7 separate regions of the Mus musculus genome follow, and regions 1, 3, 4, 5, 6 and 7 are each linked to region 2. Evidence: chromatin contacts called from public HiChIP or PLAC-seq and promoter capture Hi-C data. All regions are on one chromosome and are shown on one strand. The core of a region is the stretch at or near the end of the contact, and the rest is flanking DNA. Distances in the headings are between cores, read along the strand shown. Region 1 holds the start of Arhgap1 (Rho GTPase activating protein 1). Region 2 holds the start of Slc35c1 (solute carrier family 35, member C1). Region 3 overlaps Cd82 (CD82 antigen). Region 4 holds the start of Trp53i11 (transformation related protein 53 inducible protein 11). Region 5 holds the start of Prdm11 (PR domain containing 11). Region 6 holds the start of Atg13 (autophagy related 13). Region 7 holds the start of Ambra1 (autophagy/beclin 1 regulator 1).

The links. Promoter capture Hi-C pulls out the DNA fragments that hold promoters and counts their contacts. HiChIP or PLAC-seq counts read pairs in DNA pulled down with a chosen protein or histone mark. Capture Hi-C pulls out chosen DNA fragments and counts their contacts.
Region 1: a promoter capture Hi-C map of liver shows a contact between it and region 2, with 3 times the contacts expected there. The contact joins the promoter of Arhgap1 here to the promoter of Slc35c1 in region 2. A contact is called at or near these places in 1 of 39 promoter capture datasets (pre-B cells), 1 of 484 Hi-C or Micro-C datasets (pre-B cells) and 2 of 9 other capture datasets (adipose tissue and liver).
Region 3: a contact with region 2 is called in a promoter capture Hi-C map of liver, with 2.3 times the contacts expected there. The contact joins the enhancer-like site here to the promoter of Slc35c1 in region 2. A contact is called at or near these places in 7 of 39 promoter capture datasets (the 3T3-L1 cell line, 3T3-L1-derived adipocytes, hippocampal neurons and 2 more) and 1 of 115 datasets of contacts at active chromatin or transcription factors (bone marrow-derived dendritic cells).
Region 4: an H3K27ac HiChIP or PLAC-seq map of embryonic stem cells shows a contact between it and region 2, with 2.3 times the contacts expected there. The contact joins the promoter of Trp53i11 here to the promoter of Slc35c1 in region 2. A contact is called at or near these places in 1 of 39 promoter capture datasets (embryonic stem cells), 4 of 115 datasets of contacts at active chromatin or transcription factors (embryonic hindbrain, embryonic stem cells, epiblast stem cells and 1 more) and 1 of 9 other capture datasets (liver).
Region 5: a contact with region 2 is called in a promoter capture Hi-C map of hippocampal neurons, with 3 times the contacts expected there. The contact joins the promoter of Prdm11 here to the promoter of Slc35c1 in region 2. A contact is called at or near these places in 2 of 39 promoter capture datasets (cranial neural crest and hippocampal neurons), 4 of 484 Hi-C or Micro-C datasets (CD8 T cells, the G1E-ER4 cell line and embryonic stem cells) and 2 of 115 datasets of contacts at active chromatin or transcription factors (astrocytes and microglia).
Region 6: a contact with region 2 is called in a promoter capture Hi-C map of pre-B cells, with 5 times the contacts expected there. The contact joins the promoter of Atg13 here to the promoter of Slc35c1 in region 2. A contact is called at or near these places in 1 of 39 promoter capture datasets (pre-B cells), 2 of 484 Hi-C or Micro-C datasets (CD8 T cells and erythroblasts), 2 of 115 datasets of contacts at active chromatin or transcription factors (memory CD8 T cells and pro-B cells) and 1 of 9 other capture datasets (liver).
Region 7: a contact with region 2 is called in a promoter capture Hi-C map of liver, with 2.6 times the contacts expected there. The contact joins the promoter of Ambra1 here to the promoter of Slc35c1 in region 2. A contact is called at or near these places in 3 of 39 promoter capture datasets (hippocampal neurons, pre-B cells and stem cell-derived epiblast-like cells), 1 of 115 datasets of contacts at active chromatin or transcription factors (the SCID.adh cell line) and 1 of 9 other capture datasets (liver).

The regions. Positions count from the first base shown.
Region 1 is chr2:91,648,742-91,652,083 of GRCm38.p6, reverse strand. It overlaps Arhgap1 (Rho GTPase activating protein 1), which reads right to left and starts at 1,966. Exons shown (of 14, transcript NM_001359970.1): 1 at 1,832-1,966; 2 at 261-320. Zfp408 (zinc finger protein 408) reads left to right here and starts at 2,293. Exons shown (of 5, transcript NM_001347175.2): 1 at 2,293-2,380; 2 at 2,659-2,933. The coding sequence starts at 2,335.
Region 2 is chr2:92,458,202-92,461,364 of GRCm38.p6, reverse strand. It overlaps Slc35c1 (solute carrier family 35, member C1), which reads left to right and starts at 1,571. Exons shown (of 2, transcript NM_211358.2): 1 at 1,571-2,698. The coding sequence starts at 2,167.
Region 3 is chr2:93,443,789-93,446,826 of GRCm38.p6, reverse strand. The region is part of intron 1 of Cd82 (CD82 antigen); the gene reads left to right. Among named protein-coding and RNA genes, the nearest start is that of Gm10804, 7.5 kb to the left of the region's middle. Within about 2 kb of position 1,411, at least 66 of the 459 cell types and tissues checked have an H3K27ac peak or open chromatin away from gene starts, as enhancers often do. A contact at or near this core is called in liver, where this site is marked.
Region 4 is chr2:93,186,228-93,189,243 of GRCm38.p6, reverse strand. It overlaps Trp53i11 (transformation related protein 53 inducible protein 11), which reads right to left and starts at 1,696. Exons shown (of 8, transcript NM_001025246.2): 1 at 1,497-1,696.
Region 5 is chr2:93,044,803-93,047,726 of GRCm38.p6, reverse strand. It overlaps Prdm11 (PR domain containing 11), which reads left to right and starts at 1,562. Exons shown (of 8, transcript NM_001368848.1): 1 at 1,562-1,748.
Region 6 is chr2:91,708,980-91,711,930 of GRCm38.p6, reverse strand. It overlaps Atg13 (autophagy related 13), which reads left to right and starts at 1,339. Exons shown (of 17, transcript NM_001355419.1): 1 at 1,339-1,684. Harbi1 (harbinger transposase derived 1) reads right to left here and starts at 1,079. Exons shown (of 3, transcript NM_178724.5): 1 at 680-1,079.
Region 7 is chr2:91,728,783-91,731,819 of GRCm38.p6, reverse strand. It overlaps Ambra1 (autophagy/beclin 1 regulator 1), which reads right to left and starts at 1,682. Exons shown (of 18, transcript NM_172669.3): 1 at 1,441-1,682.

The sequences.
Region 1 (3,342 bases), core at 717-3,216, 810 kb after region 2:
TCTGCAGAAGCAGAGGCTCCTCCCTCCCAGAGCTGTGCCTCTCCGTGCTCAGAAGCTTTTCCTTTTATCCTGCTCAGAAGCTGAGCTATGTGCAAGGGACAGAGAGGGAGACTATGGAGAAGAAAGCTGAGCTCAACCCCCACCTCTGTCCCTGGGAACTTCTCTCTGTCAGTGCAGCTAGAGCTGACCTCCAACTCCCACATAACCTCCTTCGCTAGTAAAAGCACAGTAGTGCCAGCCAGCTTCCTGGCCGCTCTCACCTGCTTCTGGTGCCTTCTGGGAGCCGGATGTTTATCTGCTAGTCAATGGGTAGATGAAGCCTGAGAAGGGAAATTCTAACATAAAATGGTAGAAATGAAATATATCTGCCACCTGCAAAAAGCCACTCTCTCAGATTAATATTCCATTTGGACCAGGTAAACCATTTACCTAGAAAGTATTTAAAATTCACTTCAGGCGCCGGGCGTGGTGGTACACGCCTTTAATCCCAGCACTCGGGAGGCAGAGGCAAGTGGATTTCTGAGTTGGAGGCCAGCCTGGTCTACAGAGTGAGTTCCAGGTCAGCCAGGACTATACAGAGAAACCCTGTTTCGAAAAATAAAAAATAAATAAATCAAATTAAATTAAAAAAAAAATCACTTCAGGCAAAGGCTTTGACTTTTGTAAAACAGTGATTCTCTCTCTCTCTGAAATTCTTGATGTTTGTGGACTTTTTCACTAGGAAAAATGAACAGATCCATGGAAACCTTGCATGCATTTTAAAGATTTCACAAACCCCCTGTTATTGCTTAAGAACCTATTTCAAGGGCTAAGTCCATAGCTCAGTGGTAGAGCGCTTTGCCTGCATACACAGGGTCTCTCCAGCACATGCGCGACAAGAGAGCGCGCGCGGGCACACACACACACCAAAGCAATTTATTCAGAGTGATGCACATAGCACCAGAGTTTATTCAGAGTCTTCACATAGCAGACTGTCATTAGCTGAATGAATGAATGAATGAATTTCATAAGTGGAGAAGGAAACGGATATTTGTACTATGAACTGGGCACAAATTCACCTCACAACTGCACTAGTAGTTCAGCATATGCTATAAAAACCATTTTACAGTTTGAACAAAAAGCGGGGGGAGGGAGGGAGGGAGCAAACTGCTACAGATCATAGAACCCAGACGCAGGATTTTAACCCACAAGTTCCAGTTTGAGGTGTTCTCTAGGTTAAAGTCAACCCCCTCAACAGTGATCTTAAGTGACTGTCGGTCACAAAGTTCACTGGGATCCAAGAGGCGCCACGAAAGGGCAGCCAGACTTCTCAGGGCAAACTGAAGTCACAGTACTTGCTGGTGCTGGAATCAGACTGTTTTGTGACTTTGGAAAAACCCAAATCCTACAAGGCTGCAACTCTAAACTATAATCATGTTTGCATAGAGTCCGAAAACAAACAACGAATGGAGTGTATTTCGTTTCACAAGAAAGTGAGATGAAAGCACGGCCTATCAAGTGACAAGGTGGATCACTTCCCCTGATTTCTAGCTCTCAGTGCTATGCCAGATCTGATCAGGACGACTTCTCCCTCCCTCCCACCGGCTTGCTCTGGCTTGGCCTATGCCTTGCAGAGGGAGGGCAGGAACAAGTCAGAGAAAGTGGCTGTCTTCTCATTGCAGGCGCCGAAATGGGAAAAATCCCGGCAGCGAAGAGACCCAGGCCCTCGGGCCCAATTCCACTCCCGACCCACTGCCTCGGATTTTCCCCTTTCCGACCCAATTCCTTCCGTTGACCAGAGCAGCTCTTCCCCACCACCACGCCCAAAGAGACCCCGCGCTCCGCAGCTCACCTCGTTCCGGCAATGCTTCCTCTGCCACGCCTGTCAAAGCTCGGCAAACATCCGGCTCCGAGATGGGAATGGGAACCGCCCCCTCGGGGGCCCCCAGCTCCCCAACCACTTCCGCCATTTCTTCTACCTACTTCCGGCTTGCTGCCCGGACCAAACAAGGCTTTCTTGGTGCTCCGCCCACTTCCGGCAATCACCTGACAAAATGTGAGGTTAATTAGCCGAGCTGTCCGACTCGCCGCTACCTAAAGTGAGTGAGTTGGGTTCCGCTTTTCCAGATGCAGGAAACTAGCGGGCCTCTGAAATCCTAGGTTCGTATCGCCCATCGGACAGGGTTTTATCTGTCAAGTACTTCCAAACTCCCAGGTCCATCCTTCAATGATGCCTAACCACCCGGATTCTTCCTTGAGCTTAAATTTGAAAATCAAGGACTGTTTCCGGGAGGAACCGGGACAAAAACGCTCACTTCCGGTAGAGGGGAGTGGCGAGAGAATCTCTGTCCCACGATGAAGGAGGTGGAGGAGGTGATCTTGGGGAAAATAGAGCCGCACCGTGAGTGACCTGCGATGTCTGCGACCCTCAGCCCTGGACTAGATGGCCACAGCGTTTTTCTAGTCAGCGCATTCCCTTACATCCCTTTTTCTCTTGAGCCTGGGATCCTGCTCCGGTGCCCTAAGAGACTAGACTCCCTCCCAACCATTCAAGGGCCCTACTAACTAGAACCTTGCTAATCCCTCGGACTCTTGGGTCATAGCTGACCCTGTACCTCTCTTTCCCCAACCCCACGCCTTCATGGACCACTCCTTTACTGCCTTCCCGTCTCCCTGCAGCCCCAGAGCCACCCCTGGGCCAGGATTCAGGATGGAGCCCTTCCGGAAAAGGCTTTGCTCCGGGCCTCAAAGCCTGCCCGCCGGGTACGAGCCCTGCCATCCTTGTTCTAAGGAGCCTCCCCCAGGGCTTGGCCGTGGGCCCCTCGAGATCCAGGAATCAGCACTTGGGGGTCTGGTGTGTAGGAGCACCCCTGCAGCCCGGCCTGCATTGGGGACCTCTGGAAGATGAGTCCGTCCTGGAGAAGGGCGAGGGAATGAAGACACCGCACGAGGAGGTATTGAGGAGTCGGACATCTGTCTGAAAGTTTGGGGGAGGTTCAGACATTTCCGGACAGCTCTTCCAGTTTGTTAGAAGCAGGATATTTTCAAACTCGAGAAATAATTGTCCCTTCATTGCAGCGCTGTCTTGCTCTACCTAAGCAGCAGTAACTAAAGCAGATGCAAAGAAGTTGTGAGAACCTGAATTCCTACTGTGTTGGCAGAGACAAAGGTCAGAAGCTAAGGTTACCAGGATCAGATTCAAACCTGTTAACTAGTTAGCTAAATTACACACCTAATATTACTCACCTGTAAAAGAAAGTTGTGGCTGTTACCGAGATCCTTTGGAAGACCAGAGGACACGATGCAAGCCAAATACGCCTGTGCTTTGTAAGCATTAGTAAGGATTGTTTAAAAGTATTGGTG
Region 2 (3,163 bases), core at 322-2,821:
ATGTGTGCCCAAGCCCCCCTTTTTGAAACAAGTCTCACTAAATTGCCCAGGCTGGCCTTGAATTTTATCCTGTAACTCAGACAGGCCTTGAACATTTTTTGTTTTGGTTTGGTTTTGGTGTTTCGAGACAGGGTTTCTCTGTGTAGCTCTGGCTGTCCTGGAACTCACTCTGTAGACCAGGCTGGCCTCAAACTCAGAAATCCGCCTGCCTGCCTCTGCCTCCCAAGTGCTGGGATTAAAGGCGTGTGCCACCACTGCGCGGCTGAGCTTTTGATCTTCCTATCTCAATTGGGATTACAAGCCCTTTACCATCAGGCCCTACTAATAAAATAGTAATTGAAATACTTTAAGCGAGACATCTTTATAACCAACCACATAAGCAATAAGTCTGGAACCCACTGTGTTAGCCATTTCCATAATAAAACCAGCTCAACCTAGGGCAAACTTGCCTGTCCAACAATGGTGCTAGGGAGAAACCAGAGAAAAGTCAGCCCTTCCAGATGCCCAGGTGTAAAAGACCTGGAGCTAATGGCCCACTCAAGCCTGGTTCCCGGGACTGAGAAGGGTACTCTCGTAGGGGAGTGGCGGCATCCGCAGTTCTCCCAACCACGCCCTTCTGGAAGCACCAGCTTGGACCCATAGGGCCAAAGATGCATCTTGTCAAGGGATGCGCCAAACGACAGTAACAGAATGGAGGAGTCCCAGGCTAGCTGGGGTGGAGGGTGGGAGATGGCGTTGACCTTAGATAAAGGAAAGAGGCTTTCTTGATGGGCTCCCGTGGGTAATCGCCCCACCTTGCCCAAAGCCCGACGTGGCAGGAAGTCGTACTGGGGGCGCGGCTTGGGCAGCGTTGCAAGTTCAGCCGAGGGTGGTGCTGCAGGTGCACCCGAGGGCACCGCCGAGGGTGAGCACCAGGTCCCTGCATCAGCCAGGACACCAGAGCCCAGTCGGGTGGACGGACGGTACGTTCTGGAAGGGAAAGGGCCCCGGGAAGGGGATACAGCATTGAGAAGCTCAGAGGCTTTGGTCTGGGCATCCAGAATGGACTTTATCTGGAGGAGGTGACATGGCTTCTCGCCTCTGGAAGTGCTGCTTGGATCTCCGGGACTTCATGTCCTGACTAGGTCTGGAAGCGGTGAAAATAGGGGTAGGAAAAAAGGAGAGGACTGCAACAAGGTCTTCCCGAGTGGCCTGAGCTCGAGGGACGAGGGAGGTGCAACGGTGGGGAGCCGGGCGCAAGGGCTGGGCGGAGGGAGGGGGGGGGTCTCCCTAAGCAGAAAGGTGGTATTCCATTTTCTGGGTAGATGGTGAAGATGCACCTGACCGAGTCTGGTCGATCTGAAGATATCAGGGGAAAAGATAGTGCGGGTGGAGGGGAGAATGACAGAACCTTCCAGAAAATGGGAGAGGCTATAGCACTTGCAAACCCTTCCCTGATCTCCGGGGACTCCCGGAAGAAGAGGGCAGGTCTGTGGGCATAGGTGCAGACTTGCCGGGGAGCTCTTGACGGCCGCGGGAAGTGGCAACGGCCTGCGAGCTGGCCCTTTAAGGCGGCTCGTAGGCGTGTCAGGAAATGCGCGCAGGGCCCGCCCTGCTCGGTAAGTGGCCCGGGACCCGCGTCGCTGAGCCGGAACTTGAATTCGGCTCGTGGCAACCGCAGGGCCTTGCTCCGGTCAGGCCCCTGTCCGTGTCCCTCGAGACGCCTTCCTGAGCCTCGGTGATCTCCCTGCAGCACGCCCTCCTTTCGGCTCTGCGGGTGCTTCCGGGGGTTCCCGCAGCCCATGCTTCCCACGCGGTCCGCGTCCAGTTATTTCCTCCTCCGCTCCGTCCTTCCTTCGCTCTCTCGCTTCCTTTCTCCCTGCGACTCACGTGTCCCCTGTCCTCAAACTGGCCATGGCTGTCAAAGCCCACATCCTTAGTTAGGCCCCTTCTCCCTTCCCTGGGTCTTGTTTCGTGACACCACCTCCCTCCCCCGCCCCGGGAGCGAGCAAGATGAGGAGCGGTGCACCTCGGCAAATCCGGAAGCAGAACTTCATCCAAGAAGGAGGGGACCGATAGGTCATCCCATGTGACAGTTGAAGGCTGCAGCCACAGACCCTAGCTGCTTGAAGCCCTGTAGTCCAGGGACTGCTTCTGGCCGTAAGGTGACCCAGCTCTTCTGCCACCATGAACAGGGCGCCTCTGAAGCGGTCCAGGATCCTGCGCATGGCGCTGACTGGAGTCTCTGCTGTCTCCGAGGAGTCAGAGAGCGGGAACAAGCCATTTCTGCTCCGGGCTCTGCAGATCGCGCTGGTGGTCTCTCTCTACTGGGTCACCTCCATTTCCATGGTATTCCTCAACAAGTACCTGCTGGACAGCCCCTCCCTGCAGCTGGATACCCCCATTTTTGTCACCTTCTACCAATGCCTGGTGACCTCACTGCTGTGCAAGGGCCTCAGCACTCTGGCCACCTGCTGCCCCGGCATGGTAGACTTCCCCACCCTAAACCTGGACCTCAAGGTGGCCCGAAGTGTGCTGCCGCTGTCAGTGGTCTTTATCGGCATGATAACCTTCAATAACCTCTGCCTCAAGTACGTAGGGGTGCCCTTCTACAACGTGGGACGCTCGCTCACCACCGTGTTCAACGTTCTTCTCTCCTACCTGCTGCTCAAACAGACCACTTCCTTCTATGCCCTGCTCACCTGCGGCGTCATCATTGGTGAGTGGGACTGGGGGCGTGGGGAGCAGGAATCGTAAAGATCAATACCACATTACTCATTATCTGTCCCAGGTCTTTTGCACCACCAGTCATAGGGAGAGACCTGTAGAGAACAAATAACTTCCTTACTGTGACTCAGTAAGTTAGGGATCCAGCCAAGGTGAACATAATAATGTTAGGCAGACACTACAGCAAAGCCAGCCAGACACTCAGATCTAGCTAAGCATTTGAGCCATGTTAATGTAACGGATCCCCATTACAAGGTATAATATAGCTGCGTTTTATGGAGAGAAACCCAAGGCACAGAGAAGCTAAGTAGCTGGGATCACACAGGTAATCACTGACGTAGCAGAAATTTGCACATAAGCAGTTACCTCCATAGGTTACACTCTTGACCAACACACCACTGTTCTCAAGAGGTCAAGGGTGAACTCAGGTCATCACAATTGGCACAAGTACCTCTAC
Region 3 (3,038 bases), core at 162-2,661, 990 kb before region 2:
GGAGAGGTTCTTAAAACCTGCTTCCTGAGACGTCTCCTGGGAGTCTAGGTCCTGACATGAGGCCCCAGAGTCTGCGACTTCTGAATAGCTGATCCTCGAGTCTCTTAAGCGTCCCTCAGACTTACAGCGTCTTATCTGATTTTCCACTTAAGCTACAGTTAGGTTGAGATGGAGCAGAGTCCTGGGCTGGACGTTTGAGGCCAAGCCTAGCAGTTTGCACATCCCAGTGTGATGGACAAATGTGAACGCGTCACCCCCATTCTTAAGGGTCTGAAGCCACCCAGAGCACTGGCCACTTTAGCCAGCCCCAGCCCCAGCCCCAGCCCCAGCATACACCTCAACATTCACAACACCTGGGCCTCAGGCTCTTCACTGGGAGATGGAGACCGAGGTAGGATGTCTGGGGTGTCCCTAGCACAGTGCATCTGAGTGTGAGAGCTGCAGAAGGCTGGGAGCTCAGGGGCCATAGCTCAGCTTCCCGTCTGGTACTTCTTACGAGGCAGCCTCTTGTTCAGTCAGTGGCCCTCCAGTGATGCCTCTTGGGCTTCAGAGCAAAATGCAAGAAGGGAAACCTATCTAAGCCACATCGGCTAAATTAAAGGGATTGAAGGGAGATCCTGGCCAGGACCAGAGGATCTGGTCTCCTTCCCTGACAGGAAGCCAAGAGTCACATCTTGGGAGCTGGGTCAGGACAAAAAGGGTCTAGTGAGGAAGTCTGGTGAGGAAGATTGGGTGGGTAGCCTCCACTAAGGTGTTGCTTAGCATGAGGTAAGGAAAGAGTGCTGGTTATTTACTGGATTGGTTTTAGGCAAGTCACTGAACCTCTGAGCCTCAGTTTTTTCATCTGCTCAATGGGGACAGTGCTTTATCTAGGAGCTTGTTTAAGAGTCTCAATGAGAAGAGAAATTTTGTGGGTGATGCAAGGTGATAGGCTAAAGCTTGTCACCTCCTAGCTACAGTGTTGAGGGGCCAGAGAGTGGGAACCTGTCGATCCAGCTCATGGGGTCATGTGACTGGGCTTTGAACTCCTGTGACTAAACATGTGGGATGCTAGAGTGGGGCAGCAGCTTGTGTTCAGGCTCTGGCTGTGTCTTCTTGGTCCTCCAGCAGTTCAATGGACAGGCTCCCACCAGCCCTGCTGTGTTGGAGGTGAGGCCTGTAGGGGCTCAGGGACATTAGCTAACTCTCTTGCTCAAGGTCACACCACAGCTAGAAGCAGAGCAGGACTCCCAAGAGGTCTCCCAGGGAACCTTGAACTCCCAGGCTGCTCCATGGCCCCACGCTTCTCCTGTTGCCAGGGGAACGTGTGTTTGTTTGCTTGTTTTTCCCTCTCTTATTTTAACAACAGTAACAACAAACCGAAAGTACAAGCCGAGATTGAAAATAAGATAGTGTGAGGTCAAGAATCCAGCAGTCCCCAAGTCAGCTGTCACAGAAGGTTACAACACAGGAGAGTACAAGCAGCCACCATGACCAGCCTCCTTTTATGGATGTTCAGGGCAAAGTCCAGAAGCTGGAGATCTGTGTCATACGCCAGCCTGTTGGACCAGGCTGGGCCAGGTGGTCTCCAGAGCCTTGAAGTTCTCTCTCCACATCCTGCCATGTGTGACAGGCCACTCTTACCTGCCATGGCTGCCAGACTTCCCAGCCTCCAGGTGCCTCCTGCCTCAAGGTGACACTCATGGCCTGGCCTCATTGACAGAGGTGCCCCTCCCCAGAGGCCAGCCTTTCCCCCATCACCTTGCTTCAGTGTAGGCCAGGACCACTGGGCAAAATCCTGCCAGGTGTCAGGCACCTCACCTAGCTCCTTCCTGGGAACCCACTAGTCGGCTAATTTCACAGGGAAAGCTACAGCAGAAGCAAGGCATGGCTCCAGGCTACATAGCTGGCCGGAGGTGGTCCATGCGGCCTATTCAGGTGTAGACTTGTGTTTGTATGGTTGCCTCTTACTCTGTCTGGCCTCTCTGAAGACAGTGATCTCTCAGGTGACTCTCATGACAGTGCTCTGGGGTAGGTAACAGGAGGGGAGTGAACTTCGGGAAGGGTATGGAATAGTCAAGGAGTGGGAGGACCACATGACACCGGTTTCTGGTCACCTGCTCCTGTCTGAGCACGGAGGCACTGGGAAGTCAGGGCTGAATCACAAGCTGCAGAGCATCTGTGCTGGCCCCTGGCGCACATCTCAGCATGTTCCATCCCCAGAGCCTAAAACCCTAGTTCCTGGCTTCCCTCTGAGCAGTCATCAGGACCTCTGGCTTGTGCCAATCCTAGCTAGCTTTAGTGATGTCATTTCTGGTGTTCAGTGGCTTCCTCTGCAGAACCAGTGTCTCTCTAAGGGACCTTCCTGAGCTCTGCAGACACCCAGCTCTTACCTCGTTCTCACGATCATGTGCCACGAGCTCACTCGTCCTGGGCATTTTTAGAGTCATGGGCAGAAAATGTTAAGTTCAGGATAACCCTGAAAGACCCTGCGTTTTAGGGAGGATGTGGAGGGGAGGGTGTGGAGGGGAAGCTGCGGTGGGGAGAACCTGTGACACACTTGGGTGTAGAACTTGGCTGTTCCTGAGTCACCTGGGGTCCAAGCTCACCCTCGAGCTTCTGTTGGTGCAAACTGGGCAGTGCTGGGCATGGGCATTGGCTATGGCTGGCTGTGCAGTGCACTAGAAGAGAGACCACAGAGGGAAAGTCTCAGAAATCCACATTAGGAATTTCTGAAAAGAGGGATTTTAACAGAAACTACATGTGCAAAGGCCCTAGTGTAGAGAGGGCCTGAGAGTACAGGGGCAACAGTAAAGAGATCAGATAAGCACGTGGGAAAGACCAGGGTGACAAGAGGAAGGCAGAGCAACCGAACAGGGACAGGACATGCACATCATCTGGTTTTATAGCCAGTGTGTCAGCAGGAGTGCTGGCTGCACAGGACAGTGTTCTTGCTGTGTTTCTCGGCTGTCGGTCGCTCTGCAGTGTGGATAAGCTCACGCTGAGTGGGGCTGGTCCCAGCTCAGTTCTGGACTGGCCCGGCAGGAGGGCTGGGGACA
Region 4 (3,016 bases), core at 447-2,946, 730 kb before region 2:
GCAAGTGAAGGCAGACATACCTGAGAGTCCAGAAGAAGAGAAGCTAAGGCAGAGGGCACCTAAGACACGAAGGCCAGAGGGGACTCTAGGAGAGCGCTCTGTCTGTACGAAGGTGACAACAGAAACCCGAAGTATATTCTGACTTTCCAAAGATCCTACAGGAAAATAGTATTTTTTTTAGCCTCGGACTGAGCCAGAGGCTGCCACTAAGGGGCGGGTGGTGTTCTTCCGGATTCTTCCAGGAGCCCACCAATCCCGCCGGCGGCAGGTGGCGGCCTTTCTCCAGGAGCCTCCAGACGGGAGACACAGCTGGGTGGGTGTCCCTGCAACCCAGGGACTTCTACACTCTCTCCAGGCCCCATCCAGAAAGTTTTTCTAAAAGAAACGAAACAGGAAGTCCGTGCTGGGGGACTTTGAGGAGGCCTTGGCCGTGTGCTTGTAAAGCTTTGGGTCAAAGTGGGAGTGGGTCCTGGGCCTATCCCTGCTCCTCCACCTCACAGGCAGGAGGAGAAGCCCGCTCCATCCAGGATGCAAGAAGGCGACGAAAGGGGAGCCGAAGCGAGCGGCTGGCCTCGCTGTGCCCCGAGGATGGTGCGCGTAATATTTTCTGCGCACTACACGGGACCCCAATCCATCCTGCGCCAGGCAATGGCGCTACACTTTACAGCTGTCTGCGCGGTTTGGGAGAGAGAGTCGCCCGGGTCCACCTGCAATACCCTCCTGACACCACCACCCCCGACTGGGGTCAGGCCCAAACACTTTTCTGCCCGCTCCTCTCCAGCAGGGACTCAGGAGTGTCGCCGGCTTTGCCCCTTCCCCCTCTGATCTATCTTCATCTCCGCGCCGAGGACACTCCCCCACTTTGTGAAGCGAGAGTCCGCGACTCCTCCAGTCCCCGGCACCCACACAAAAGGTCCGGCCAGACCACTGGACAGCGGGAACCCCTCCACCTTCTCCGCCCGCGTACCCGTGGGGGCGAGGACCCGGAAACTCGCAAGTTTACACCGCGCAATCCTCCCGCCGGGAAACAAAGGCGGGAGGAGGGGGGGCGGTGGCGAGAAAGGGGGAGGGGACCGAGAACCAAGCGCTGAAGACAGAGACCCCGGGATAAAAGAAACTGCTTTACTCTCCGCTCTCACTAGCTCCGAATCAAAGAGATAAAGCCCTGGAGGAGGCCGAGAGCGAAATAAACAGCCCCTGGGGAAGGAGGTGGCGGAGAAGAGAGCTGGGGGAGAAAGGGAAACCGAGTCAGTGCAAGGGGACAAACGAAAAGGACAGAGGACAGTGCCAGTAGGAGCTCAGCGGGGGTCTCGGGCGCCCGCCGCCCCGCAAGTGCCAAGCTGTCCTGGCGCCCGGCTGTCGTTCGCAGGGTGCTCGATGCCCCCAGCGGTCCCTAAGGCCCCCCGGCGTCCCCGGGCTGCGCTGCGCAGGCAGCGGCCAGCGCGGTGGCAACGGCGGTGAAGTGTGAGGCTAGCGGCTGCCGGCAGCAGACTTACGTTCCTGGCGCGCGGGGTGCTGCGCTCGCGGAGCTGGCGTGCCCTGCGGACGCTCCGGCCCGGGGAGTCTCACATCGCGGCGCCGCGCTAGGCAGGCAGGGCAGGGCAGGGCAGGGCAAGCTGGACTCCTGGCGCTGCTGGGCTCGCCCGAGTCTGGCGGCCCGCACTGGTCCCTCCTCTAGTGCCGCGCACAAGCCAATGGCGCGCCGTCCCCTCCCACGCGCTGGGCTGCCTCGCCCCCGAGGTGGCCGGGGCGGGCACAGAGGGGTTGGGGGGGAGACCCAGAGCTGAAACGGAGGGCCTACCGGGAGCCGCCTGCGGAGGGCGCACCCTCGCTTGGCTAGGGGGATCCCCGGACGGGGACAACCTGCCGCTGTGCCACCCAGGACTTTCTCGGAAGTTCTGAAGACAGCGCCCCTTTCTCCCGGACTGCAAACATACCCCTACGGGTTTATGAAACATCCATTCTCAGGCCTAGGCCGGTGTCTAGGGTGGAAGGAAGGCACCTGCTATGACTGTTAGGGTCCCCCACGGGTGAAACAACACGGTTAAAAGCAATTTACAATTCATCGTTTGCTAAACCACTTTCAAAAATAAAACCTTAGCGTTCCCAGCAGTCCAATAGGACTAGTCCCAGTTCACAAAACTTCGAGTCATTAATACATAGCCAAGGCCTTAAGATAATTGGTGAATGAGTGTTCTGTCACCCAGGTCACCCATCTCCCCAGTTTGGTGTGAATCCCAAATGACAAGAACTCTTACCCGCTGAGACTTCTACTGCAGTTGCTGTGCTATGTGCTGCGTGTGGCAAGGTTGGATCTTATCTGTGGCTTCAGAGTATTTGTTGGTGGAAGCAAACAGCTCATGCCAAGAGAGAGTCCCAGGTGAGTCTTGAGAAGTCTCTCAAACTAAAAAGACCAGCACCTACAACCTGTCCCATGCCTGGCTCTGGACTCCCTGAGAAACCCTTTATAGCAGTTGATTTTTGCCCAGGGCCCTGCTTCCTGCTGAAAGAAACCTCTGGATCTTGTCTTCTGGACTGATATAGTAAAGGCTTGAGGGAGGGTGGGGACTGAGAGAAGCAAGGTTGAAGGTAAAGAACTGGGGCAGAGATGGAGAGTAGCTGCCCCTCACTATAACTCAACTAGGTGTGCCTCTGGCTCCAGAGTTAAGTTTTGCTTTTCTGCTCCAGGCTACAGAACTAGAATACCTGGGTTCAAATCCTGGCTCTGTTGTTTAGCTTAGCCCTAGGCAAGCAAGTTTCCTAACCTCTCCAAGTCTTGCCTCCTTACCTACAAAGGGGTGTGACCTTATAGCAGGAAGTACCTTGTGGCTGTTGCTGAGATTCCAGTTACAGCTGCAGGCCATGTTAACCAAACCTGATCATGTGTGAGGTGCTAACATACCAGGTAGGCTCCATGGCCCTCCCAGTGGCTGGGGCTGGACAGGAGGGGCTGTGCCCTTTGCAAGGAAGTAAACAGAAGAGTGTCTGGTGCATAGCAAGTCAGCTCTCAGTGGCT
Region 5 (2,924 bases), core at 313-2,812, 590 kb before region 2:
CCCACTCTCTGCAGCAGGCACTAGTCACTGCAGGCCCTGTGCCAACCCCTGGGCACTTGGGTCTTCACTGTTTGCCTTCCTGGCATGTGGTCCTGTGGATTCCTGGCCCACCCCTGATGTTGTTTCATGTATGGTCTCTTCCCCTCATAAGGGACAAGTGGCTAATTCCTCAGCCTCTCTTCCTGAGCCTGCCCTCTCCCAGGTGTTAGTTAGAACTTGAGGTAGTCCTACAGACTTCTGACTGGGCTGGAGCCACAATGGGATACACAGATCCAGGTCTTCATCCATATCCCACACACGACCCGGTGCTTCAGAAAGCTACACTGTGGACACACAGCAAGCACCTAGCCATTTCCATAGCATTACAGCTGCTTCTGGGCTCTTTACATACACCCTCAGGGCTCACCCTAGAGCTGGCAGCTGGACCTTTACAGCTTTGCAAGAAGAGGAAACAGGGTCATAGCTACAGACACTCAAGGTCATACTGCAAGTGACAGACAAGGGAGCCGAAGAAGCGTTTATGTTACCAAGGTCAAGAGAAATAAGAGAAGTTGCCTCCTGTCCCAGCCCCCATCAGGTCTCCTAAGCAAAGCATCCTCAGGAGTACTTGACCTTGGAAAGCCCTCTGGGATCGCCCTGGTGGAAGCTCCTTTCCCTGGGTAATCGGCTCCCCTGAGGTGACACCTTCTTGGGACTATCTGGACCTTCCTGGACTACCTGGCACTGGGCAGGCCTTCCAAGATCTCTTACTCAGGTAGAATCCTTTTTGGCAACTTCCAGCCTAAGGTGAGGCCCTCCTTCGGCCAGGGAACCCACCCTGCAGCAGCCTCCCCTTGGGGTCATTACAAAGAAGGGCTTGGGGTAGGGTTGTTCTGGTTCCCTCTGACCACTCACACTTCCTTTAAACACCCCAGCCTTACTACATCCCTTCACTATCTTTCTTGCTGGGTGCCATTTTGCAGATGGATACAATGAGGCACTAGGCAAGTTAAGTTAGGACACAGTCCCGTTCCAGCTTTGTATTCAGATTTGGTACTGTACTTTGATCTGAACAGCAAGTGACACTCACCCTTTAGTCCCCACGTAAATAGTTAATTTTTCTCACAGGCCCCAGGGCCCTTTTCCCTTGGTGTTCTATGGGACGCATGTTACCCAACTTCAGTTGATACTTCCAAACGGCTGAGCAACCAAAGGGTTAAAGGGGCCCGGAAGAGGACCCTGTAAGGGTTAAAATTATAAACGCATTTATCGCCCTCTGACTATTTATTGGGTTGTAGACCGACAACGTCGAAGCCGGGCAGAGCCAGGAGGCACCCTCGGATGGGCTTGCGCAAACGCCACAACTTTCTAGCACGACCCCCAGAAAGTATCCCAGGCACAAAGTTGGCGCAGCCCGCTCCTCCTCCGCAGCGTCGCCCTCCCCGTGGGGCGCGCGGCGGGGACGCGCGAGCTCCCGCGCGGGGCCGGCTCGGGGGACGCGGGGCTCAGCGAGGCTCGGCTCCGGCCCCCTGAATTGGGGGGTCCGCGTCTGCCCCAAACGCCGCTTTCTTCCGTTTTCCATGTCATTTCCTGTACTAATAAGATGGTGGTCAAAGCAGGGGAGGAGAGCAGCAGCGAGTCGCCGCCGCGCTGCCGCTGGCGCTGAAACTTTGCCCGGCCGGGGACCCCGCGCGCGGCCGCCCCGTCCCGCCGCGTCCCGCCGCCCCGGCCCCGGCCCGGCTCGCCGCCCCGCGTGGGAGCCCGCGAAGGTGAGTGGGCCCGGTGGCCACCGTGGCCATGAACGTGAACATGGCTTCGGAAGACGCTGGGCGGCTCGCCAACCGGCGCGGGGGCCGCGGCGAAGAGCGCGCGGGGACACTGGGGAGCGGGGGCGCAGGCAGGCGACGGGGCACGGACCGGAGCACCGGAAGCGGGGCGGGTCTCAAGGTGGCCCGGGCCCGCAGGTCGTCGCCACCGCCCGACGCGGGCCTCGGGCGGCCCAGCCTCCGCCTCCTTCCTCCGCGCACTCGCCCGCCTTGTTCCACTGTAGCCTTTTCCTCGGCTCCGCCGCGCGCTGACGGACGCGGCCGCCGGCCAATGGGAGCGGCTGTTCGGGCCCGGCGTTCGCAAAGAGAGCGCGTAGACAGGGGGCAGGGCGGGGCGAGGGCGGGATGCAGCCGCTGGCCTAGTTGCAGGGACCCGGTCGCCGGTGCTTCGGGGCCGGGCTGGGGGGCTTAGGGACCGCATGCCTCTCTGTGACCTGCCGCGGGCCTGGGGCGGCAGAGGGAGGGCGTGCCTTTTATCTATTTTAAGTCTTGGTTGCAGCACGGACTCTTCGGGAATTCGCCCCTGAGTGTCGTCTCCACCCCCCACCTCCTCATTCCCGGTCCCCAAGGTACTATGTGATGCAGAAACTGCAGAAACTTGGTGGCCAATGACCTTCCTCTGTCAAGGCCAGCGTGCCCTAGGCAAGTCGCTGCAGGGACTACTGAGCAGCCTTGGGCTAATAAGGCAAAAAGTTGCTAGTGTCTTGAGCCCATCTGAGTTGGAGCTCAGACCCTTAGAATCAGTTGATGACCTAGAGAAGGAAAGTCTGTCTTTTGTTTTTTTTGACCATGGCTTCGTGTGGAGGACAGCCGTGGTCTGTGATTAAGAGTGATCAGAAAGAAGCACGCCCAGTCCTTTGTGCGTGGGGACTGCGAGCAGTGAAGGGAGCCTTCTTTTCATCTTGAGAACCCTATAAACTTTGGGAGTTTTGTCTATCTGAAGCAGAATAGTTTTCCATGAAGTGTGATTCCCGTGGCACCCCTGTCCCCCGAAGAGGAAGGCAGGGACTTTCCTAGGTCTTGGTTGATGGTGTAGGGTGTATGGGTCAGAAGTCCCATATCCCCCTCATCCCTGGGGAGCGGAGTATGGTCTCTGCTGGGAACCTTCTGGGCATATGG
Region 6 (2,951 bases), core at 90-2,589, 750 kb after region 2:
TTTGCAGACAATAAGAGTTCAATCCCAGTGGCTCATCTACTGCCTGGCATTTCAACTGAGAACAACACATGAGAACAAACAATTTACAAGGTAAAAGAGGTCTGTGGCAACCAGGAGACAGCTGACAAGTTGAAAACACCTTAAGGGTTACTCAGAGGTTTGTTTTGCAAAGCCCTATGGCTCCACAGATGAGGGAGTGCTCAAACCAGTCCAACTAGAGATGTAGAACAAAGGGGGGGTGGGGGGGGGGGAGAAAGGAAGAAAGACAGTCTGTGGCCCTGCCTGGGGACCTACACTGTCTGCTGTAACAGGCTTTCCCTTCATCTCAAGAGACCCAAATCCCGAAGCTTTAGGCTAGAAAGGAAGGAAGAGTATAAAAGGAAGGAAAGGAGGAAAAAGCTAAGTGAACCAGGTAGGTCTGGAACACCGAGGCCACTTTTCAACCCGCTTTCAAAACAGTATTAAGGGACAAAGATGGCTCCGAGGGCACAGGGTTTGCCTGTGAAGCCTGGTGAAATAAATTAGTTGGCTATCTGAGATCCATATGGTGGAAAGAAAGAATCGTCCAACACCCTTGCCACATCACGCCCGCCTCCAAAACATAAATGTATTTAAAAAGTTTATTCCTTTAAAAGCCGTGTAAGTAAAGATGCCCCAGCCAGGAATGGGCTCACTGTACTTGGGAAGTGTAGACCAGAAGATCATGTGCGAGGCAAGCGTGGACTACGAGCACCAGTCAAAACAAAGTAAAACAAAACAAAAAGCTCCTAAGGCTGGTCCAGCCTGTAATGTTAGCATTCTGGAAACTGGGTAGCATCGCCGCGTGCTCCATGCCTGCTGGAGCTACATTACGTTCAAAGCTAACCTGAGTTACACAGCGAGACCTTGTCTCAAAAATAGTAAGATAACCAAAGTCTGGCTGCTCGACCCAGAATAACCGAACGCTGATCGCCACCTTTCCGTAGCTACCGGATTAACCGGAGCACTCTCCACCCTCGGGGCCGAAGAAGGCCCGCCTCCGGAACCCACGGCCGCACACAAGCCGCCACGGTGCGCAACAGCCGCACCTCCCCTTCCGCGTCAGCGCCCGCCCCACGCCGCGTCATCAGCACCTCGGCCACCGCGGCCTGCGCTTCGCTTCCGTACATTCTACACGAAGCCCAGTCTCCAACTCCCTAAATTCCTTCCCAAACCCTTTTTTTTCTCCTAAAAGGCTTTAAAATTAATCATATGATTTATTTCTGGAAATAAGCCGCCTTTCTTGAAGACTCTGATGTACAGAAATATTAAATAGGTCGTTTGTGGTGTAGCGAAAGTGCAGCTGAATTTAGGCAGCTGCATTTCCTCCGTAGCGCTCTACCTCCCCACCGCCTGCACTGAAGCGGATGAAAACAAACACTAAGGATGGCGGCGCCGGGCAGCGACTGGTTGCTGGCTTAGGGCGGGAGAGATCGTTTGACGTGTGAAGGGGAAGCTCTGAGAAAAACCAGTCCACACCAGTCCGACAGCTTTTTCAGTTCTGGGATCCCGGAGCCTCGTTAGCGTGAGATATCTCTCTGCGACCTGTGCTGTCACTACCGCCCGGGAGCGCGGAACCCTCTGCTGGGAGGTGCAGTTGGCCGGCCCCAGGCCCCGGCCTCCGGAATGAGAGCCCGGAGCCACTCTCTGTGCCGTAGCTTCGCAGGTACTCACTTTTGAGGGTAATAACCCCCGGATCTTTCAGCGCCCCCGAGTGGGAGGTCACTGATCTGTGTTCCCTTGGCCACCACCTTGGGGACGCCCAAGCCAAGCAACCGAGGTTCAGTTCCATAATCCCCTGATTATGTTTTCTACGAGAAGTTGGGTTGGTGTAGACCCTGTTGGCTCTTGAGGCGTCCCAACCGTTACAGACATCCCCCGAAATTTTCTTGCTACTTTATTGTCTCTTTGAGTTATGTCAAAAAGATCTATTGGAGAACATTTGTAGGGCCGTAACTCCGGTGTTGGGTATCAAGGTAGGTTAGGTAAGTTTTCAGTCAATCAAAAAAAATTTTTAATGCCAAGTATGAAGTCCTCCTGTAAGTGAGGGTGACTTGACTAGTGAAAAAGGGGACTATGTTCTTACTGGCAGTGGAATAACCTGCGAAAACCTATTCTCATTAAATCTCTGAATTAAGTGGCTAAGCACCTTCTTGGGTTGTAAATCTCTCATTCACTTTTTTCCTAGTTAATCTGCTCAATCTATCCTCAAGGTAACATTCCTTTGTTGGCTCCCCCCTCCCCACTTCGGTGGTAGCCCGTAGCCCAGGTTGGCCTTAAACTCCTGTGCTTCAGTTATCTTCTTCACTCAGCCTCCTGAGGAGCTGAGAATACCGACGCAGGCTGTCACAGGCCTAGGTTGGGATAGTTGGAAACAGGGTTCACCTATGCAGCCAGGGTTTGTTTGCCTTGAGTTACTGATCCTCCTTTCCCGGCATCGTAAGTGTTGAGATTATCTAGCATATACCATCATGTCTAGTTTTGAAATTCTCCTAATGAAATATGTATAAATTTATTTATATGTATATGTTTATATGTATACAATAATTATATATCTATACACAAACACATACGTGTTCTTACTTGAGGTTTAACCTATCACTCTGCTCAGTCTACTACAGAGCTATATTCACAACCAATTAATCTCTGCTTTTTGAGACAAGATCTTTTTGTGTATTACACTTGTTGGCCTGGAACTCACTATGTAGACTAGGCTAGTATTGAACTTGTTAGCAGTCCTATTGCCTCTGACTCCCCAGGTCTGGGCTATAGGCATGTAATACAACCAAACAACACTATCTATCTATCTGCTCTTGTAGGTTTTTGAGACAGGATATTTATATAGCCTAGGCTGGTTTTCACTTTATATAGTTTTGGGTGACCTTGAACTCCTGAATCTCTTCCTCCTGAATACTAGAAGTGTGAACTACCAT
Region 7 (3,037 bases), core at 433-2,932, 730 kb after region 2:
ACTGATTTTCACAATCTATACACCCTTAAAATCAACTCTCCTATGACTTCTATATAGTGTGGAAACTTACCCAACATCAAACAACCTCCAAGACTTTTTTTTAGGATCAAGACATTTGATTAAATGAAATTAACAAAAACACTTAGACCTTAAGGCCTTGAAAAAGAAAAGAGAGGGCTGGCGAGATGGGTCAGCGGGTAAGAGCACTGACTGCTCTTACAAAGGTCCTGAGTTCAAATCCCAGCAACCACATGGTGGCTCACAACCACCAGTAATGAGATCTGACACCCTCTTCTGGTGTGCCTGAAGACAGCTACAGTATACTTACATATAATAAATAAATCTTTAAAAAAAAAAGAGAGAAACAGTAAAGTTCACAAATGATTCATCTTCAATTATGTTTGAATAATTTCTACACAGACTTTTGAACTCTTGAATAAAATGACTAAATCACTAACCAAATAAAAAAAAGTTTCAAAAGAGATTCCTTGGATTCCCTCCTAGAAAAGACCTCCACAAGACAAGAACCTGAATTCAAAGTCTTAACCATCTTAAGCATCTTCCATCTTGCACTAAGTACTTAACACCATAGCAGAAAGTTTCAGAACAAGCTGAAGAGTGGAATCAGTATTAATCAGAAGTAAAGTGGAAGTAAACAAATTATTTATGAGTAAACAAAACTAAACTATCCTTACTACTTTTGCTAAAACGATACAAACTTCGAAAAAGCAAACCCAGTCAAAAACATCACTTGCTCCCTTAATGTCTGAAGCCTCCAGTAACACAATATATGTTTCTAAGAAAGAAGAGTTCCAAAAAGTCAAATGAGAGACTGTTAAGTAAAAAGTGACCAGTAAAATGGGAGAATTGTGAACTGTTAAAGACAAAAAAAAAAAAAAAAAAAAAAAAAAAAGAACCTTACAGCACATTTAATGATCTGTCGAGGTCACAGGGAAAAGTCACGTCCCCTACCTCAGCCTCGGTTTCCCTACCCCAAAAGACTATAAGTGATATTTCGTTCCTAGGAGCTGGAGGGCCTAGTTTCAATAGCCTCCACCTACTCAAAAGGGCACTCCGAGGCTGAACTCAGTAGGGGTCCCCAGTGCAACTGAGCATGACATCCGGAACCGGAGTTGTAGGAAAGGAGAAAGGGAATAGGGTCTAAGAAAGCCAAGTTCCTACAATCTAGGGGTGACGACACGCGTCCAGGACCCGACATCCCCTCTCTACGGAACCCGGCCGGCAGCTTCAGCATCTCTCCCTCCTTCCGGCTTCTCGCTCAGTTCCGGGCCGCCCTCCGGCCGCGCCCCCGGGCGCAACCCCCTTCACAACGCGCACCCCGGCGGGCCGCGCGCTCGCCCACCGGCCGGCGCTAAGGTCTCCTCCTGCCTTGGGCGGAAGGATGCGGGACCGGGCCTCCCAGGCTCCTCCCGGGCCTACCTGCGAGGAGAGTGAGAGCTCGGCCCGAAAGCCAGCGAGCGCACGGAGCCACGGACGGAAGGCGGGGAGAGGCCGAAGAAAGCGAGGGGTCCGCTCGACCGACCAGCGGAAGAAAGCGGCCAGAGCCCGGGGCCTCCGGGATAACTCAGTCCAGGACCTGGCACAGCCGCCGCCGCTCCGGAGACATCAACCAAGAAGACGCCGCAAAAGATCATCGAACACACGAACGCCCAGACATCAAAGGAAGAGCGCCCCAGCAATCGTTCAAGGCACTGCAGCCGAGTGCCGAAACATTGCTCAGCTCCTGCTGCAAATCCGGCTGCCTTCCTAGGCATAAATAAACAAATCCAGATCATTAAACTATAGCGTAGAGTAGGCTGGGATTCTGCCATTTTCTGTTGGTGACAGAGTGTTAAAGTAATTTAGAGAACTAAATTTTTGAGACAGGAGCACGCTTGTAATCCCTGCTTTTTTTTTTTTTTCCTGGTACTTTTTTTTTTTATTACGTATTTTCCTCAATTACATTTCCAATGCTATCCCAAAAGTCCCCCACACCCTCCCCCCGTAGTCCCTGCATTTTAGGAAAGGAGGCATGAGGATTTGGAGTTCAAAGTCATAGTCAGTTAAGCACAAGGCCAAACTGGACTATATGAGACCTTGGTGGTTTTTTTTTTTTGTTGTTTTTTTGTTTTTTTTTTTTTTTTTTTTTTTTTTTTTGGTTGGTTGGTTGGTTTGGCTAGGTTTTGGTTTTTGTTTTGTTTTTTGAGTGTGTGGTTTTCGAGACAGGGTTTCCCAAGTGCTGGGATTAAAGGCATGCGCCACCAAAGACCTTGTTTTAAGTGAAAAAGGAATTAGCCTTTTGTGAGCACATTGATTGAAGATAAATCATAGCAGAATAAAGCTCGTCTTAATAGTTCAACGACTGCCGTACACTTAGAGACTTCTCACACTACTTGTCCCAGTTGAACAAATGACTTTACCACTTTATTCTTGGTTTCCCCTCAGAGCTGAAGAACAATCGCTATGAATGCTCCAGGTCAGCTTTAGAAGAATATCCAAGAGAAAATGGCACACCTTAATGTGGGAAGGGAAAGTTCCTGTACCTTGTTTTTAAATTTTTATTCTTTGGTTTTGTTTTGCCAGACAAGGCTTCTCTCTGTGTACCCTTGGCTGTCCTGGAACTGGTTCTGTAGACCAGGCTGACCTCCAACTCACAAAGATTTGCCTGCCTCTGCCTCCGGAGTGCTGGGATTAAAGGTGAACACCACAACCTCCCAGCCTATTCTATTCTTTCTCAAAAAAAAAACCACTTACTTCTCTTTTATTTTCTTCCAAGGATCTAAAGCCACAGTCCACAGTGTGCTTTTAGTTAGCTTCGTAGCTAGTTCACTAAATAGTTTTTAGAGACAGGATTTTGTGTGGCACACACACTGGTCTTGAACTCTGTGTATCCAAGAATGGCTTTGAAATTCTGATGTGCTTGCCTTCCTGTTCCACATTTGCAGTGTGCCTGAGGGAGTGTGAGAGACTGCAGTGGAGGCTCACACTCTATAGCTTGGCTGGCTTGGAACTCACTATGAAGCCCACGCTGACCTCA